3 separate regions of the Mus musculus genome follow, and regions 1 and 3 are each linked to region 2. The links are chromatin contacts, called in public HiCAR-type and promoter capture Hi-C maps. All regions are on one chromosome and are shown on one strand. The core of a region is the stretch at or near the end of the contact, and the rest is flanking DNA. Distances in the headings are between cores, read along the strand shown.

What was found. Promoter capture Hi-C pulls out the DNA fragments that hold promoters and counts their contacts. HiCAR-type assays count read pairs that join an accessible place to other places.
Region 1: a promoter capture Hi-C map of liver shows a contact between it and region 2, with 6 times the contacts expected there. The contact joins the promoter of Apbb1 here to the promoter of Ppfibp2 in region 2. A contact is called at or near these places in 4 of 39 promoter capture datasets (cranial neural crest, frontonasal cranial neural crest, liver and 1 more).
Region 3: a contact with region 2 is called in a HiCAR-type map of astrocytes, with 7 times the contacts expected there. The contact joins the promoter of Cavin3 here to the promoter of Ppfibp2 in region 2. A contact is called at or near these places in 1 of 39 promoter capture datasets (hippocampal neurons) and 1 of 115 datasets of contacts at active chromatin or transcription factors (astrocytes).

What each region holds. Positions count from the first base shown.
Region 1 is chr7:105,580,195-105,582,993 of GRCm38.p6, reverse strand. It overlaps Apbb1 (amyloid beta (A4) precursor protein-binding, family B, member 1), which reads left to right and starts at 1,503. Exons shown (of 15, transcript NM_001253885.1): 1 at 1,503-1,859.
Region 2 is chr7:107,593,608-107,596,620 of GRCm38.p6, reverse strand. It overlaps Ppfibp2 (PTPRF interacting protein, binding protein 2 (liprin beta 2)), which reads right to left and starts at 1,570. Exons shown (of 25, transcript NM_008905.2): 1 at 1,242-1,570.
Region 3 is chr7:105,480,733-105,483,760 of GRCm38.p6, reverse strand. Cavin3 (caveolae associated 3) reads left to right here and starts at 1,564. Exons shown (of 2, transcript NM_028444.1): 1 at 1,564-1,985; 2 at 2,542-3,028. The coding sequence starts at 1,602. The coding sequence ends at 2,940. It overlaps Gm36847 (a long non-coding RNA gene), which reads right to left and starts at 962. Exons shown (of 3, transcript XR_378395.4): 1 at 891-962.

The DNA.
Region 1 (2,799 bases), core at 254-2,753, 2.0 Mb after region 2:
CCTGTACTCCTGCTACTTTGAGTAATTTTCTACTCTTCTGTGTGACCTCTATGTCATCCTGTCCTCACACTTAAACTTTACTTCCTGTGGGAGCCTTCCAAATCTCCTGGGCCAGAATAACCTGACACACACAGTGTCCCGTGTCTTTTCCTTAAGACACCATAATTTTAATTACCTATGTGGTGTCTCTTCCCTCTTTTAATCTGTAAGCTGAATGAAAGCAGGAACTCTCTTTTGCTTTCTGGGTGTTAGCACCAAGGACAGTGTGTCATACCATACACCTATTTGCTGAGAGTGAGTGAGTGAATGAATGAATGTCCTTCTAGGTAACACGTGCTCATTTCTCAAGGATCCAGGTCAGGTGCGTGTCTTCCAGGTGGGATGCAGCTGAACCAGATTCTTTTGGGGATCTTTATGTCCGGCTTGGGATCCAACATGGTTTGTATTTCCTAGGTGCTTGTCAGATTACAATGGATTCTTAGCCACAAGTCAGTAACTGTACAAGATGAGTGATGGACATAGGGAGTTTTGTTACACTGCTCCACTTTTGCACATAAGTGCAAATGTCTATAACAAAAATTTAAAACATTCATATTTACCCAGGGATAAATGAAAGTATATTCAAAGTACTTTGGAGTACTTGCTTTGAACAAGCCAGAGATTGATAAAGTGACCCTGCATTAAGAGTATGTGTGTGTGTGTGTGTGTGTGTGTGTGTACTTTTCCACGTCAGGGAAATTCTTTAGAAGATGAACATAAGATGAAATAACAAATTTAGATTTGGGCACTGTTAGACTTAGATGCATCTCCAATCAGTTTTTCAGTATGTTCAGAGCCCACCGAGCCCACAGCTCAGGGGACAATGCTTTTGGGGTTTCTGCCCCTCTTTGCCCTTGATGTCAGGGATCTGACCATTAAGATTTGCCTCATTGTCTATCCAGGGCCTGCAGTGAACAGGAAAATAGCCAAGTACAGCATTTCTGTTTAATTTCCACTCAGTTCTCCATTTGGTCCTTTCCTAGAGTTAATTTCTACCCTGGAGTGCAGTGGGGGGGGGGGAGGCGGGGTGGGGGACGCTGTGTCATAGCTTTATATTCAGAGGCACGGGTAGAGTGTAAGAAATATCTCAGTTCTGGTTTAGTTTAACCACTTACTCTGTTACTGAGGGCAAGTCGTGTTACCCTTCAGAATGTCAGCACCTGCCTCTCAAATCCCGAGAACAACAATTGTGGGAATTGCACAGCGCTGGTTTGAGGATGAATGCAAGCAAATGGTTGAACATAGAGCCTGGTACAGAGTAAGCGGTCAATAAATACGCGCTATTATTATCCACAGGACGTCAGGGAGTGCTACCACAAGAGCCAGAGAGCAGCCGGCTGCCAGCCTCTTGAGGCGCAGCCACGGTCCCAGCACCCGTGTCTCTCTCCACCCTCCTCCTTCCCCCCTCCCTAGCGGATCAGACTCCGTGCTCTAGGCGCGTCTCCCGGCGTCGGTGCAGGACCGACGCGGAGGTGAGTCCACGGTGGCATGGAAGGGGAGAGCTGGGCAGGGTCCTGGGAGTTGGGTGCAGCCGTGCGGGGATAGACAGGAGGCCTGGGACGCAGGGCTTGCGAGGGTCAAGGGTCTGCAGGGTGCGGCTGGGGCAGCTGCAGCCAGTGCGGCTCGCACTCGCTCGCGCGCCCCGCCCCGGCCAAGATGGCGCCCCTCCCCCTCCCGTGCGCGGCTCCGCCGCTCGGGGCGCGGCCTCGCGGCCTGCGCGCTCCTGGGCGGGGGATGTTGTGATGGAGAAGCTGCGGTGTTGCGGGAGCCTTGCAGCTTGAGCTACCTTCGCCACCTGGGCCTGGGGCCTCGCCGCGCAGGTAGGTGCTGCTCCGTCTCCAGCCCAGCCCCGGGAGCAGGATCCCCAGCCTCAGCAGCCCTTAACCCTTGCAGCCTCTTCTTCTCAGAAGTCCAGGTCTCCAAGCCAGGCCTGATTACCCCCCACCCAACTCCCTTCGCCGCCTTCCTACCGCGGGCCTGCAAAATCACCCTCCGCAGGATCACTTTGGTCCTAACACCGACCGCTCCCCAAAGCTTTGCTTCTTGATCCTCTAGGATGCCCGGCGGGGGCGGGGAGGAGGGGGTGAGCGGGGGGGGGGGGGGGAGAGCGAGGGGCGATAGAAGAGTGGGGGAGGGGACGTCTAATGCTGGGAAGGGGACTTGGATCCGGGTAGGAGCCAGGCCGTGCGATTCCAGACTAGAGCCCCAGGCTTGGGATCTGTCAAGCTGCATTCTGTTGTCCTCAGCGACCGAGGGGTGTGCCCTGGGACCGGCGGGGTTCCCATCTCAGCCTGACAGAGAGGCCTAGCAGCGACTAGAGTGCTCCTTAGGAGCAGTTTTCCCTCTCCAATTCAGATGTTATTTCCAGCCTCTTCCGAGTCCTGTTTGTAGGTTGCATTCTGAGCCCCTAATTTCCCATTCATTTTAAAAATCCACTCCATTCTGTCTCTGACATCCACCGAAGCTTCTGAGCAAGGTCACTGGAGCCCTCCTTGTAACTCCAATGGACACTTGGCGGCTGTGAGCCCATTACCACTGAGTATGTGTCAGTCTCCTTGAAGCATTTTTTTTCCTGGTTTTCCTCCTAGGCACTGTCTATTGCTTTGAAGTGTTCTCTTGTCTCGTCTCTGCATATGTGATGCTATTCTGGCCTGAGCTGCGTTCTTTCACTCTGACCTTTTCCCTTGACCATTTCTTGCATGTCTAACTCTTTAAATTTCATATATAAGCTGCTGAGTCCCAAATTTATTTGTCTGGCCC
Region 2 (3,013 bases), core at 321-2,820:
AAACCCCTAGAATTTCTGTAAGTTTGTTCCAACCTTCATCTGTCTTTATCTCTTACATGTATCTCTTATGTTATCCATCCACTTAGCATATCTGCCTTAGTTACCAAAACACAGACAATAGTAGCAATAAACTAAAATCGGCACATCATCAAACCTCAGAGTGATACCACTAATATATTATGTGAGGGCTGAGTGTTGTTGCTCAGTGGTAGAGCACTTGCCTAGCTAAGCATTCACAAGGGTCTAAATGAGATCACCAGTTCCCATCACCATCAGCCTTAAATAAAATCCCAAATGAAAATAACAACAAAAGACTTAACAATATTCCACTTCAAAGTCACGTAAATATGCATACAAACGGGCTGGTGAAGAAAGAAATAATTTCTAATCAGATAACATGTTTAGTATACCAATAGTAATCTAAGACTGAAGATTAATTAGGTCTGTAATTGACTTCCTTCCTGTAGTTGAGCATTTACCTTAACAAAATACTCGGTAATCTAATAAACACTACAGTCTACAATATAATCAATTAAGGACCAAGAGAAATGAACACAGGCAGAAATAAAACCAAAATATGAAGAGGAAGACTGATCTATATCAAATATCTCAGTGCTCTAAGAAAGAGCTGAATGCCTATTTGAATCCTACCGGAACCTTGGAAGTTCTAGTTTTTAAACATATAATAACCTTATTTTGATCGGAGGGAAAAGTATGGGTCTGGCGTCAGGATGGAAGGAGGGAAGAGGACCCACTTTTAAAAACAGAAGCATCCCCACACCCTAATCCTGCCTTGAGCCTTTGGGAAGTGTGTTGCATTTAGCAATTAGTGCACAGAACTGCTCCTGGCCAAAGCGCTCTGGACCAAAGGTCTATGGAACAAACCCACCTAGGTATCTCCAGTTGATGCCACTGCTGCCCTCACGGGACTCAAGGCTTGGGTCAAAATCGCCCGGAACTCTGAGATATCGGAACACCCCGGTATCCTGGGGACCACTCTGCCACCTGTAGAAGCGCGGGGCAGGTGGCACATCCAGAGCGAGGTCGGGTAGAAAACTCAAGCAAATCCAGGGGAGTTGCTCCCTTTTCTCAGTCTCCCAGACAAATAAGTGGGTCCCCAAGTCTTGAAAACGTTCGAAGGTCTAAAAGACCACAGACGCCCAACTACCCATGTAGTTCTTGGATCTGGGGGTACTCAGTTCCCGGGATAGCGGTGAGCCGAGGCAGGGAGACCCACTGACCTGGATGCCAGAGTGCAGCTTCTCTCTCGGAGGCTCAGGTATGCAGGTCGCTCCTGTGTCCCTCACACTTTCCAACATAAGAGCGGAGAACCCAGTGACAGGCCACTGGCCCAAGGACCAACTGCCAACCAAGTGGCAGACCCGCCAGCACCGACCCGGTTCGGCACCCACGTGACGGAGGCGGGGATCCCAGAGAGGCTGGTCCCGGAGTGTGGCTCTCTGGCTGCTGGGACCTTCCCCCTAGGAACCGCCCCTCTGCCACCCCTCCTCCTTCTCCCGCACCGCAGTGGCCCGCGAGGACCCAAGAGCCACAGTTCCAGTTCCACAGGGACTTGCCTGGTCAGCCCCGCCCCCAGGCAGAGCTCCCGTGCTGGCTCAAACCCCGCCCCTCCCGGGAGACCACGCCCCTCTCTGGGTCCAGCCCACTGCTTGCACCTAGGACTCTTGCACTCTTCCGGCCGCAGAAAGGACCCTAGGCATTTTCCTTGTGTCCCACTGTGCTCAGGTCTCCAGAGTTTTTGTAATCTGTCAGCAGGACGAGGAAAGCGTGCGGAGAATTGCAGAAAGGAGCACCGAAGCGCAAGCGTACACACACACACACACACACACACACACACACAGCGGGCCTTGTGTAACCCCATTGAGATTAAGGGTAGTCTAAGACCTGTATCATTCCCAATCAGCCCAGACCAACCCCAATTTGGGTTCCATGTCACTCTTAGATCTGTCTAACTCAACCTCCGCCGCCGCTCCCCCCGCCTTTCCTGAAGGTCCCTCTAGTGGTTAAAGCTCTGGTGTTCTGTCTTGTGAATAGCTGAAGACAGAACACTTCCTGTGCCCTGCAAGGTCAGGTACAAGTATGCAAAACAAACAAACAAAAAAAACCTGGAGACCGAATCCCAGCACCTACCTCGAGCGTGCATAAGGCCCTGGGTTTTACCACAGCTGCTTGCCCTACCCGGGCCTCCAAGGGCCGGTTGCTCATTTTATCTGCTTAGAATCTCCAGGGCCTCAGATGGCAGGGATACAGGGACTCTGGCAGGAGTCTCTACTAAGCTGGACTCCAGTTGCTTACACCTGGAGTGTTGACAGACACGACTCGTCTTTTTTTTTTTTTTTTTTTTTTCAAAATTAGTCTAAAATTACTGGTATGACCAGAGGCTTGCACACATGAACAGAAGATCATAAATACTGTGGCAAACAGGTGTGTGAGCACTGCGGGGACATGGCCAGCAGCAGAGCAAAGGCAAAGCCAGTAGAGGAAGATTGGGGCCCCAGACTTGTGTCACAGCAGGACACCCTTCGGTTCTTTCACTTCCTTAAAATAGCGGGTGAGAGGCTTTTGGAAACAGAGCCTGCGCAGTTCATATAAGTTCAAGTGTGGGCAGTTCCAAATCCCACTGGTAGCTTGGGGCCACGGGGGCAGTTTCTTCCCCCAGGCCCCCAGAAACTGCAGCATTTTCTCAGAACTATACAATTATTTTGTAAAATGTTTTATGAACTTGGCTTTCTCAAGCTTCTGTGCAGTTTGGGAAGGAGCTTTAAAAGTACAGACGCCGGGCGTGGTGGTGCACGCCTTTGATCCCAGCACTCGGGAGGCAGAGGCAGGTGGATTTTTGAGTTCAAGGCCAGCCTGGTCTACAGTGTGAGTTCCAGGACAGCCAGTGCTACACAGAAAAACCCTGTCTCGAAAAAAAAAAAAAAAAAAAAAAAAAAAAAAACAACCAAAAAACAAAAAAAAAAGTACAGACGCTCTCCTCCCATCTCCAGAG
Region 3 (3,028 bases), core at 315-2,814, 2.1 Mb after region 2:
GTGTGTCTAAGCTGGAGAGATAGCTCAGCCAATAAGAGTACTTGAGGCTCTTACATAGGACAGGAATCCTATTTTTAGCACCCACATTGGATACCTCAGAGTGGCCAATAACCACAGTTTGAGGGCATCTGACACCTTCTGATATCCATAGGTCTTTGCACATGCATGTGCACACATTCATGCACACACACATATACATAAATAAATAAAAACATCTAAAAGATTTCCAAGTTGTTGGGCTGGGGTATGGCTTAGTGGCAGAATACTTGTCTAGCGTGTTTGAGGGTTTGGGTTTGATCCTTAACGCTGTGCCTTTTCAGCCAACTAATGGGGCAGTCAATGAACACCTATAACTTCAACACTCAGGTGTCTGAGACAGGAAGATTTTGAGTTTGAGGCCTGGGTTACACAATGAGTCCCTATCTCAAAAACACAGAAACAGGGTCAAAGATGTAGCTCCGTTGAAGATGTTGACCAGTGTGCATAGGAGCCTGAGTTCGATTTCCAGCACCAGCATAAAGTAGGTTTGGTGGCACACAACTGTTATCTCAGCCGTTGGGTGGCAGAAGCAAGAACAGACATTCAAGACCATCCTTGGCTGAACAGTGAGTTCAGGGCCTCCCTGAATGACATGAAACCCCGCTCAAACTCTTTGTGTTCTTTTGTCAGGCTCAGATGGCTCTGCTAATATCGGGTCCAAGATGAGCAAATCAAACTCTAACATAAAAACAAAGTTTTCACAACCAGAACTCAGGAATCAACCTTTATGTAGTGATTTTCCACTCTAACACTCACTATGTAGTTCATCATGGTCTCCAATTGGTGATTTTCCTACCTCAATATGTATCACCATATCTAGCTACTGCAGCATTTCAAATCCTCACACTCACCAATTTCGGAGACGGGATTGAAGGCATTACGCAGGAACCACAGCCAATCTCCATTAAAACGGACAAACCAGTACTTATTCTAACTCATGGCTGAGCTATCCTCCAGGAATCCAAAGAAGAACAACGCAGTCCAGTAGGAAGAAATAGCAATAAACGAAGCCAGAGGCTAAACCTGGAAAATATCAGAGGATGCCCCGCCCAGCCCGCCTAGACACAAAGCCCTGCCTTGGGCCTAGGCAGTCTTGGGTCTGAGGCAGAACATTCCAAACTTTACAGGCCTCCGCCCAGCGTTGGGGCTCAGCAGCTTTGACGGCTTAGGCTATGCCTTTAACACCCCTGCCTTCCACCCCCACCCCCTTCTCTGATCACTAGATAGATAAATGAAATTTTCAGTGGTTTGCCTTTTGCTGTGAAGAACACAGGCCTGAAAGAAGCCCACCAGGAAAATGGGGGAAAAGGAGCACAAACTCAGAAAAGAGGTGCCTCTGGGCAGGACTGTCTTACTCGCAGATCCCGGGGCGGAGCCTTCGAAAGAGCCCCCTTTGGACATTCCGCCCCCTTGCTCGGCCTCCTCCTTTTCCCACCGCGGAAGATGCCAACTCCCGCCCGGCTGAGTCACGGCCTGAACTAGGGGAGGAGGCGGGGAAAGGCAGCCCCAGCCCAGATCGCAGCCATCGGTCTCAGGGAGAGCAGGCCCGGTGGTCAGAGATCATGGGGGAGAGCGCACTGGAGCCCGGACCTGTGCCTGAGACGCCCGCAGGGGGTCCGGTGCACGCAGTCACCGTGGTGACCTTGCTGGAGAAATTGGCCACCATGCTGGAGGCTCTGCGGGAGCGGCAAGGCGGCCTGGCTGAGAGGCAGGGCGGCCTGGCGGGCTCCGTGCGTCGCATACAGAGTGGCCTGGGTGCGCTGAGTCGCAGCCACGACACCACCAGCAACACACTGACGCAGCTGCTGGCCAAGGCGGAGCGCGTGGGCTCGCACGCCGACGCAGCCCAGGAGCGGGCCGTGCGTCGCGCTGCTCAGGTGCAGCGGTTGGAGGCCAACCACGGGCTGCTGGTGGCGCGCGGGAAGCTGCACGTCCTGCTCTTCAAGGTCAGTGACCTCAGGCATCCCTCTCCCGCCCCCAACCCTCGCCTCTAGGTTACCACCGAGGGAAGGACTCCTGCCACCCACCCGTCCGCATCTCCACATTCCTGACCCAGCGTGCTGCCCTCACTTGTGGAAGACTCTCAGAGCCGCACCCACTTTCTCACAACAGCGACCTTATCCCTTTCTCACTCCCAGCCTGGCCAACCCACGCCCTCCCTAACTCAGGCCAGTCTGCGGATTTGGTCAGTCGCACCCACATGGAACTAACTGTTAGGTGTTACTCTGCCTCCTCCAAGCGCCTATACAGCTGTTACACTCTACACGGTTTCATCCACTTTGCAAACTTGCAAGGTCCACTTTCCCCCTCTTTGCTCATCTCTCTGCTCCTCCATCCTCCCCATCCCCCATCTTCCCATTCCTCTATTTTGGCCCCAATTCCTAGTGCAGATGCAAAGGGTGGAGTAGCTTCCCTTGGCGGGCGGGCAAGAGAGTTTCAGGCTGGTCCTGGCTAAGTGCCAGGGTCAAATCAGAGAATCAAAAGCTGTGTCATCACATTTAGGAGGAGACTGAAATTCCAGCCCGCGCCTTCCAGAAAGTCCCAGAGCTCTTGGGTCCGGAGGACCAGTTGGTGCTGGGCCCAGATCAGCCAGAGGATGAAGTTGGAGAGAGTTCTGAAGAGGAGCCAGTGGAGTCCAGGGCTCAGCGGCTGCGCCGCACTGGTTTACAGAAAGTTCAAAGCCTGAAAAGGGCTCTTTCCAGTCGTAAAGCAGCACAGCCCACACCAGTCAAGCCGCCACGCGTAGGGCCTGTCCGGAGCTCTGAAGGCCCATCAGAAGGCCAGCCTGCAGCTCAGCCTGAAATGGAGTCCGAGCTCGAGACTGCCCTGGAGCCAGAACCTCCTCAACCTACCAAGGAAGATCCTGAGAAACCCGTGCTTCAAATAGAGAGCGCAGCCTGATCCCTGGGGCTGCCTGTCCCATTCGGTGCTTAAGCCTTGTCCCAAAATAAGTACTTATAGAGTGCAGCACTTACATCCAAATAAGGAG